2 separate regions of the Sus scrofa genome follow, and region 1 is linked to region 2. A link is a contact called in public Hi-C data. All regions are on one chromosome and are shown on one strand. The core of a region is the stretch at or near the end of the contact, and the rest is flanking DNA. Distances in the headings are between cores, read along the strand shown.

Region 1 (4,815 bases), core at 1,092-3,591, 140 kb before region 2:
ACACGGAGAGATGCTCAGTATCTTCCTCCTCAGGTCAGCTTCTGCGGAGGTTTAGGAAACGCAGACCCATCTGGTATCTCTGCTGGGGAGCAGATGGCCAGCAATTGCATTGGCATGTTTCTTCACTGCGGCAAAGGTAGCAGGAGTTCACTCAGGAGGAAAACCTCCTGCAGGTATGGTTTTGAGTTTCTAAGGATTTGATGTGATTTATTTTATTTTTTTGCTTTTTAGGGCCGTGCTGGCAGCATATGAAAGTTCCCAGGTTAGGGCTTGAATCAGAGCTATAGCTGCCGGCCTACACCACAGCCAGCAGCAGCACTGGGTTCCCGACCCACTGAGTGAGGCCGGGAATCAAACCCGCGTCCTCATGGATACCAGTCAGATTTGTTTCTGCTGCGCCCCAACAGGAACTCTAGGATTTAAGGTTGCATAGACCAATCTGCTAACCACAAGTAAATTAGAACTCAACAATAAATAATGTAAAAATAGACACCAACATCTTTGGAAGCTAAAAATCACATTGCTAAGTAATTTGTGTGTTACAGGAGAAATCACAATGGAAACGCAGAGTACTTAGAACTGAACAACAGCAAAGGTATACACACGAAAACATGTGGGATGCAGCTAAAACAGTTCTTAGAGGAAAACTTACAGTTTTAAATCCAATGACGAAAAAATAAAAGACTGAAATATGCACTCAACGAAAGATTTTTTAAAAAAATTCCCATGATAGCAATAAGAAAATAAACCCCCAAAAGAATTAGGAGAAGAAAAAAAAGCAGCAGAAATTAATGGAAAAAAAGATCAGGAGTTCCCGTCCTGGCTCAGCAGAAACAACTCCATGGCAATACATTTTAAATGAGCTATTTTTCTAGAAAAACTGAAAAATGATGCAAGAAGAAACAGAAAAATCTGAATAAGACGAATAAAATTTTTAACAATTCAGGGAGTTCCCTAGATCCTAGTGGGTGAAGGATCTGGGGTTATGGCGCTGGTTTGATCCCTGGCCAGGGAACCTTTGTATGCTGTAGGCTCAGCCAATAAAAAAATGAAGCAAATATGGCAAAAGGTTAAAGTCTGTTACACAGATGGTAGGCAGACAGGTGTTTGTCATCCTGTTATCTAGGTCAACATTCTTCTAAGAACTTTTCATGTATTTCTCTTTGATCCTTGCAACCTCCCTATGAAAGAGGTATTATTATTTCCATATCATTGTTAAAGGAACTGAGGCAAGAAAGGCCACAAAGGGGTTAAGAAACTTGCAGAGCAGGTTAGTGATGCCCCTGGAGCCCAGACAGTCTGCCCCTGAGCCTGTGCTTTTAACCGCTGAAGTAAAAGAGCCGGGATGACTTATTTTGGAGAGCAACAGGCACAGCAGGTTTGACAGTGGAGGGGTCGGATGCCTGTCCCCAGTGCTCCTGCCACGGGACTCTGGTCACACGTTCCCTCTGAACAAGCAGCTCCAAAGGATGCCAGGACTTTCATTTTTGTTCCCTTGGGACTTGCATATCATCGAAGATATATAAAAAGCAGTTGTGGGATGGACGGATGAATGCAGTGCCTCCTGGGTTTTTATCTAGAAACAGGGCACGCCGCTATGAACAACTCCTGCAATAGCAAGAACAGAGCTCCCCGCTGCAACTGGCCTGATCTTTAGCTCTGCCTCAGGTCCGGATTTAAACAGTGCCCTTTTCTACAACACCCATCTTCCAATGAATAATCCTGAAAGCTGTATTATTTCTTTTCTGAGCCTATATGCTCTTTCTCTCTCTCTTTTTTTTTTTTTGCTTTTTTAGGGTCGCACCTGCGGGCACATGGAAGCTCCCAGGCTAGGGGCTGAATTGGAGCTGCAGCTGCTGGCCTACACCACAGCCACGGCAACACCGGATCCTTAACCCACTGAGCAAGGCCAGGGATTGAGCCACATCCTCATGGATACCAGTTGGGTTCATAACTCGCTGAGCTACAAGAGGAAGTCCCACCTGAGCCTATATTCTCCTCCCTTCTTTCCCTGCGTTTCTAAATCTAACATCATTTGCATTCACGTTATCTTTTGTTGTACAAAGTGAGATGATGTGAAGGCACAGACGTGGTCCCAGTCGTCTCTGCACCTGCCCTTCCCTCTAGAGCTTGGTCTTTAAGTGTCTAATAAATGTCTATGAAAGAATCACCCTGAAGATCATAGAGGTTTTGATTCTAAAACATCATGGAGGATAAAATGAAGGCTCTTCCATAATATTTAAAACATTAAAGAAAAAAAAAAAAGGACAAACCCGTATCTTATTAGTAAACAGTGAAACAGTGAAGACAAGTCTGGCATTCAGCTACAAGAATCACAGTCTTGTTTTGAGCAAAGGCTCCAAGCCAAGCCTGCATCAAAGAGGTAGTCACAAGAACAGGCTCTTCAACTTGTAGCTTCCATCACAAACCAAAAGTAAATTTCCCACATGCTTCTATGAAAAGGATGGTTGGCCACATGCTGTCTTGTTTTTTGTTTTGTCTTTTTTTCAGGCATGGCCGCACACACAAACTATAATCCCCATCAGCAATCTGATTTTCTAACTAGGGCACAGAGTCTATAAAGAATATTCAAGTTTACAATAGGCAGCAGAAAACGACAAAGATTTTACTACTGCCGTGATTCTACTGTATTACCCCCTTTGCTTGCACATACCTCACAGGACCAGAAGATGGCGCTCTTCAGCTAAATTTTACAAAACCCATCCACGCTGAAGGCGTTTCATGAACTATGGAAACTGTACCACAATGGGTGACAGCGATGAGCAGATGTATAGTACTAGGTTTGAAATAATTTTCTAAGCTTCATGTTCTAAAGACAGTCTTATCAATTTCTTCTTACTTAGGAAAACGCACCACAGTTGAGTTCTTAATTCCTGAAAATTCTCCAAGTCTCTACTCTAATTAGCACGCTTGCCCATTCTCTATATCAGCTATTTTAAATCCACGTCACCATTCTCCGCACTCTGACCGTCAACCTCTCACTCTCTTTCCTAACTTCTCTCAGCCAGTAACAGTGCGCAACCCACTCAGTCTCTTTTCTTATCTGCGCGCGTGCGCACACGAACCCTCTCTGCTTTCCTTCCCTTCTGTTATCATGTCTGTAATTTACTTCAGAACTTCGGCACACACAGCGTGATGTGTGTGTGTCTGTGTGTTCACAGCCTAGGTGCCTCTAATAGGCTAAGCAGGGATGCACAGGTGCTTGGGGTTCTCATGACGCAGTCAGGAAACCCATGCTTCACAGGCAGCTGCTTGAAGTGCTTCGGTTACCCATATCTTGATAAAGACTGGTCCATTTCTGAGATTTTGTTAATTAGCAAACTAGGATTTGACTAGTGAAATCTGTGGCTAGTTAAATAGCATGATGATCTCAGAAAGGAAGGAGCGGTGGTGAAATAAGAAATGGGGATTGGCTGAAATACGAGATATTCCTGCTCATTCACAAAGACGGTATCAGAACCAGCTGAAGCCATAACCTTTATCTTCAGGGAGGGACTCCGAGCTGCTCATCTTCCAGCAGAGGTTCTCAAGTTGGAGGGAGTGTCTGTGCCCCTGGAGGCCTGACAACACCGACAGCTGGAACCCACTCTCAGACTTTCCACATCATGAGGTTTGAGGTGAGGCTGACAACTTGCACTTGTAGCAACTTTCCAGATGATACTAGTGCTGCTGCTCAGAGAGACTATATTTTGAGAATGGAAATGGTTTAGTATTTCTAGTTGCCTGATGTTAATTATAACAGTAACAGGAGCCTGCCTCTGCAATCCTTCATTCAAGTTGATAGAACACCTAAAAAGCCAGCTTTAATGAGTTTACAGACTGATTATATGAAATGTTTTGTGACTGCTTATAAATAAATATGTAGTGAATAAATGCCTATATGTATAGCAGAAATCATTTTCATGATTGAACCTAGCAATAAGGTTATTTTAAACACTTTCTGTGGTGACCATTATTTTTCAAAATTAATCTAAGGAAGTGTGCATGACCAAACTGGATTAGATCAGTTTAAAACAATTTCCTACCCAAAAGGTGGAATCAGCCCAAGAGTCCATGGATGGATGAATGAATAATAATAATAAAAAAAAAGGAGTTCCCGTCGTGGCGCAGTGGTTAACGAATCCAACTAGGAACCATGAGGTTTCGGGTTCGATCCCTGGCCTTGCTCAGTGGGTTAACGATCCTGCGTTGCCGTGAGCTGCGGTGTAGGTTGCAGACATGGCTCGGATCCTGAGTTGCTGTGGCTCTGGCGTAGGCCAGCGGCTCTCAGCTTCGATTCGACCCCTAGCCTGGGAACCTCCATATGCCGTGGGAGCGGCCCAAGAAATAGCAAAAAGACAAAGAAAAAAAAGAATAATAATAATAAAAAAACCATGTAGTATATACATGCAATGGAATATTACTCGGCCCTAAAAAGGAAGGAGAGTGTGACACATGCTATAGGATACTATGCTAAGTGAAACGAGCCAGTCATAAACAGACAAATACAGCTGATCCTTGAACAACACAGGGATGAGGGGCGCTGACCCCTTCCCAAGTAGCAAATCTGCATGTATAACATTACAGTCAGCCTTCTGCACCCATGGCTCTGCGTCCGTGGAGTCAACCAACTGCGGACCATGTGATATTTGGTGAAAAAAACCCACACGGTTCAAGTATAGCTATACTGTGTGATTCCACTTAACTGCGGTCTAAGGAGTCGTCGAAGTCATAGAAACACAAGTAGAATGGTGGTTGCTAGCGGCTTGGGGGAGAGAAAATGGAAGGATGTCTAAGGGGTACAGAGTTTCAGTT
Region 2 (5,134 bases), core at 503-3,002:
AAAAAAAAGGAGAAAATATGTGGTGTGAAGAAATCTAGAGATGCCATGAACAGGCATGATGACTATTCTGGTTTTTAGCCACGTCCGTGGCCTGTGTTTGTTCCCAGGCCAGGAATCAAACCCAAGCCACTGCAGTGACAACAAGGAATCCTTTACCACTAGGCCACCAGGGAACTCCATGATAATTATTATTTTATTTTTTATTTATTTTTATTTTTTGTCTTTTTAGGGCCACACCCATGGCATATGGAAGTTCCCAGGCTAGGGGTTGAGTTGAAGCTACAGCTCCCAGCCTACACCACAGCCGTAGCAACGCCAGATCCGAGCCACGTCTATGACCTACACCACAGCCCACTGCAACACCAGATCCTTAACCCACTGAGCGAGGCCAGGGATCAAATCCGGAGTTCTCGCGAATAGTAGTTGAGTTCATTACCGCTGAGCCACAAAGGGAACTCTGATTATTCTTAATAATACTCTATTGAACACTAGAAATATGCTGAGAGATAGATTTCAGGTATTCATCACTTTAAAAATGGTGAGTGTTGGGAGATGATATATTAACTAGCTTGACGGTAGTTATAATTTCATTATATAAATCTATAGCAAATCATCATGTTACACTAAAATATGTAATTTTAATTAAAAATGAAAACAAAACATTTCATAAAATGCTCAAAATTGTGAAAAATGTTATATTTAAGTTATAAATTAAAATTTTTAATGCAGAAAAGAATGGTATTAAATATTTAGCACTAGGAGTTCCCGTCGTGGCGCAGTGGTTAACGAATCCGACTAGGAACCATGAGGTTGCGGGTTCGGTCCCTGCCCTTGCTCAGTGGGTTAGGGATCCGGCGTTGCCGTGAGCTGTGGTGTAGGTTGCAGACGCGGCTCGGATCCCGCGTTGCTGTGGCTCCGGCGTAGGCCGGTGGCTACAGCTCCGATTGGACCCCTAGCCTGGGAACCTCCATATGCCGCAGGAGCGGCCCAAGAAATAGCAACAACAAAAAGACAAAAAAAAAAAAAAAAAATTTAGCACTAATATGAACATATTAAACCTGTGCTTCTCAGGAATTTGACAGTCGTTAAGGTCATTTCTCTTTTTCCCTCCATCTCTTCATTCTCCTGTTTTTTCTATCATTTCTCGCCTTTAAACAATTATACTTTAGAACTGGATTTTTTTAGTTCAATCGTATTTTCATTAAATAGAATTTTCTGTTCTCTTTTAAAACAAAAAGGCAAAATTAAGTTGCCTTTGGGGTCTAAGGTTTTTAATTGAAACATTTTTGTAGTTACTGAATGTTGACAGTTAAAGCGTTCGGCAGCCAAGCTTTCCCAAATTCTTCATACAGCTTTTCCTACCCCATCCTCACTTCTTTTTCAGAGAGGACTTTTGTAGGTGGGGCGGCGGTGGCAGGGGCAGAGCCGGAAGAGAAGAGCGGGAAAGGACAGCTTCCACTGTCTTTGTGCACCCCTCACACTCTTGCTCTTGACTCGTCCGCATTACTAAGCTCAGGCGGCAGTTCTGCCCCAATCTTTGAAAAACCAGCTTTCTAAAGCAGAGAGGAAAAACACTTCATTTCTTTTAACTTGGAGACGAGTATTCTACTTAAGAAATCAGATCGACATTTATACAGACTTGAAAATGCTGTGACATTTTGGGGAATTGCTGGGCTCCAGTAGCTGTCTGAAGCTGGGAAACCAAAGAAACTGCCAGATGATATTTTCACTCAAAGGAGAGAAGGGGTACAGAAGGGAAGGGAATGTGGATTCACAGCTGAATATCTGGCTTCGACGCTAAACCTCCCTGACTAAGAATGTGCTTTCTTGCTCCTGTTTTTGGTGTAACGCCAAGGGAACTGTCAGACCACAAATAATCACTGTTAACTTGCCGTAGAAACCAGAGCCAGTAAGAAAAATATGGAAAGCCTGTTCCAGGATCATAACATTTTAGAAGGCAAAGAAATAAGATACCTGGCTAACCTGTTTTACTAGGTTGTAGATGGAAAAATGTGCTGACCAGCTGAATTCTGAGCAAGCATGATGAATTTTCCACGACTTGTCATGGATTTTAAAAAGACAATGTGCTTAGAAAAACAAATCTGCTGTAACTTGGGTAATAGGGAAAACAAAGGCAGAAAGCTTCCGTAGCTCAGATTCATGATGCGGCAAAATAATTTTATCTGGCCAGATCTTCTGGTTCTGATGCATTCAAGCTCCAAGGAGTTGCCTAGGTTGCAGAAAACAACCGTCACTTGTGCAGGATGCAAATAAATGTCTTTGAACTTCACTGCAAATGCAAACGTCTTTGAACTTCACTGCAAAAGTCTTCTCTGTATCTTAGAAGATCTTGCTATAAGCTTGGCAAAAGCTTCAGATTTCAAAAGGTTATTTTTATCAGAATTTACAACTAAATATCCTGAGTAGCAGGGAGGAAGGGGTGGAGGGACTTCCTCCAACAGTAGAGAACATTTTCCTTCTTCTATTTTTATTTCTCAATTAAAATGCTTGAGGAGGTCTCTTGTGGCACAGTGGGTTAAGGATCTGGCTTTGTCCCTGCAGAGGTTTGGGTCCCTGCTGTGGCACAGGTTTGATCCTTGGCCCAGGAACTTCCGAATGCCAAGGGCACAGAAAAAATTAAATTAAATGAAAATGCTTGGAATCCTATCCCTATGCGGGCTAAGAGGTGAGAATCTGAACTGTTAATGTGATTGGCTGAGCTCCAGCAGGGACTTCTGTTTGTCCACTCTCTGCCCTTCACCCGCACTCACACCTGGAGGCTGACTTAAACACACCACAGTTTCCAAGCCCCCTGGCTCCTGGCTGGGGTTTACCGATGGGGGTCCCAGGCAGTGGACTCATGGGAGAAAGAAAAGTGCGACGGGAAATTTCTACTCCCCTGGCTTCTTCCCTGTGAATTCCTTGACCAAAGAGTACAGGTTAAAGTGACCTTCTGCGTTCTGGTTACTTCTCTCTCCTCTCGTCCCATCTAGTTGGGGCCTGAGGTTATTCTTGTGGTTCCCCTGCACCCTGCCCATATTTTATAAGCAACTCTTCATCAATAAGCTCACTTGGAAGTATTCTTAGTACAACATCTATTTTCTGCTGGTTATCCTGCAAGTTCTATCACAGTCCTCTAAGGACACTCTAAGATACTCTGGGGTGAGAAGGAGGGACTGACTCTAAGACAACGTCCCAACCCTCCGATGAACCCCATTTGCCAATGTCTCTTGTGCAGTGCTCATCTCAGCCTCTTCCATATCCCTGCTCCCCAACCTGCCAGTCGTTACCTCATCCTTCTCCCTCTATGCCCACTGCCACCTCCGTAGGGCACACCACCGCCACCTCCCACTGTCAGCCTCTGAATCTCACCCACTAGGGCTCTGCACTTGCCCTTCCTCCCTCTGATCCATCTCCCATATTGCAATCAAAGTACCTTTTGTAAACTATGCATCGGATCATGAAGATGATGGCCGGATAGATCACGTTTAATAAATACAAGTAACGTTCCCCTCAGGCTTAATATCCCTCTGTGGTTTCCTAGTGCTCTTAGGCTAAAAGTCAACAGTCTTACAAGGCACACAAGGCTTCAAAGGCCCTATAATATCTGATTCCCACTGACCTTGCCAGCTTCATCTTACCCAGTGGCTCCTCCTGTTCACATGGGCCTCCTTTTAGTTCCTAGAGTGAGCTGTGCGCTTCTGGCCTCGAAGCTTTCCCACTTGTATGTCCTGTTCTAGAAGTTTTCTGTTCCTTTCCTTCTTCCCTCACCCTTCCAGTCTCAGCGTGAATGCCATTCGCTCAAAGAAACCTTGCCTGGACGCGCTTCCGCCCCTCCGAGCAGACCAAGATCCCCCATTCTTCTCTTTTGCGGCACACATCCCAGTTAAAATCAGTCATTTGTGTGCACAGTCACTCGATGTCTGGTGACTTCGCCCACTTCCTCCCTGGCCTGAGCATCCGCATCACTCGTCTGAGTAGTTGACATAAGCTCCTAGCAGGTCTCCAAACCTCTGCTCTTGCCACCTCTCAGTGTTCCTTCTCCACACAGCTACTGGAACAACCCTTTCCAAACATACATGGGTCATATCACGGATGTGCCCACTTCTCTCTCTTCCTGTCCAAGGGCTCCCTACCCGCCTCGTTCTGGCCTCCCTTCTGTACCTCCCACCTCTGTCCACCCCTCACCATAATATCTAGTGTTTTCTCCTTCTTTCTCATTTTCTTTCTGAAATTTCTAACGTGAATGAACAGTTTACGATGAGTTCATGGGCTACCCTGTGGACAGCTGTTGGTTTTGTTTCCCAAACACCTATTTCCTATTCTTTTCGGTAACTGCACTCCCCTTCCTTAACAGAACTCTTGCCACCCCAGTCCCAACACTGTCTCCCCTCCCCACCCTCCTAGTCACGTGGGACCCTAGTGGAGAGAAAGTAGACCAAATCTTAAGTAACACACAAATAAGAATTTCTTCAATGCTTCAAACCCATTTATTTATTTAACAAACAATTATTGAGCACTTTCTATGCTACCTACCTACTGTGCTAAGAACTGGGGAAATATATAGCAATGAACAAAGCAGACATAAATACCTGCCCTGGATAATTCTCTAACTCAGATAACATTAGCCATGTGATTGCTAAAATTCCAAGGCCTGGAGTTCCCGTTGTGGCGCAGTGGTTAACGAATCCAACTAGGAACCATGAGGTTGCGGGTTCGGTCCCTGGCCTTGCTCAGTGGGTTGAGGACCTGGCGTTGCTGTGAGCTGTGGTGTAGGTTGCAGACGCGGCTCAGATCGTGCGCTGCTGTGGCTCTGGCATGGGCCGGCGGCTACGGCTCCATTTGGACCCCTAGCCTGGGAACCTCCATATGCCTCGAGAGCGGCCCTAGAAAAGGCAAAAGACAAAAAAAATAAAAATAAAAATAAAAACAAAAAAATAAAAAAAATTCCAAGGCCTAATGAGGGATGCAGGAGTTGCCCTTGTGGCTTGGTGACTTAAGAATCCCATATGGTATCCACGAGGATTTGGGTTTAATCTCTGGCCTCTCTCAGTGGGTTAAGGATCTGGTGTTGCCACAAGCTGCGGCATTGGTCACAGATGAGGCTTGGATCTGGCATTGCTGTGACTGTGGC

The links. A called contact is a pair of places that touch in the nucleus more often than the background predicts.
Region 1: a contact with region 2 is called in a Hi-C map of brain, with 7 times the contacts expected there. The contact joins two enhancer-like sites. A contact is called at or near these places in 2 of 5 promoter capture datasets (fetal liver and fetal skeletal muscle), 34 of 47 Hi-C or Micro-C datasets (adipocytes, adipose tissue, alveolar macrophages and 17 more) and 2 of 2 datasets of contacts at active chromatin or transcription factors (alveolar macrophages and skeletal muscle).

What each region holds. Positions count from the first base shown.
Region 1 is chr4:124,338,982-124,343,796 of Sscrofa11.1, reverse strand. All of the region lies in intron 2 of FAM69A (protein FAM69A), which reads right to left. Among named protein-coding and RNA genes, the nearest start is that of RPL5, 26 kb to the left of the region's middle. Within about 2 kb of position 2,341, at least 9 of the 83 cell types and tissues checked have an H3K27ac peak or open chromatin away from gene starts, as enhancers often do. A contact at or near this core is called in brain, where this site is marked.
Region 2 is chr4:124,194,564-124,199,697 of Sscrofa11.1, reverse strand. No RefSeq gene overlaps it. Among named protein-coding and RNA genes, the nearest start is that of FAM69A, 32 kb to the left of the region's middle. Within about 2 kb of position 1,752, at least 14 of the 83 cell types and tissues checked have an H3K27ac peak or open chromatin away from gene starts, as enhancers often do. A contact at or near this core is called in brain, where this site is marked.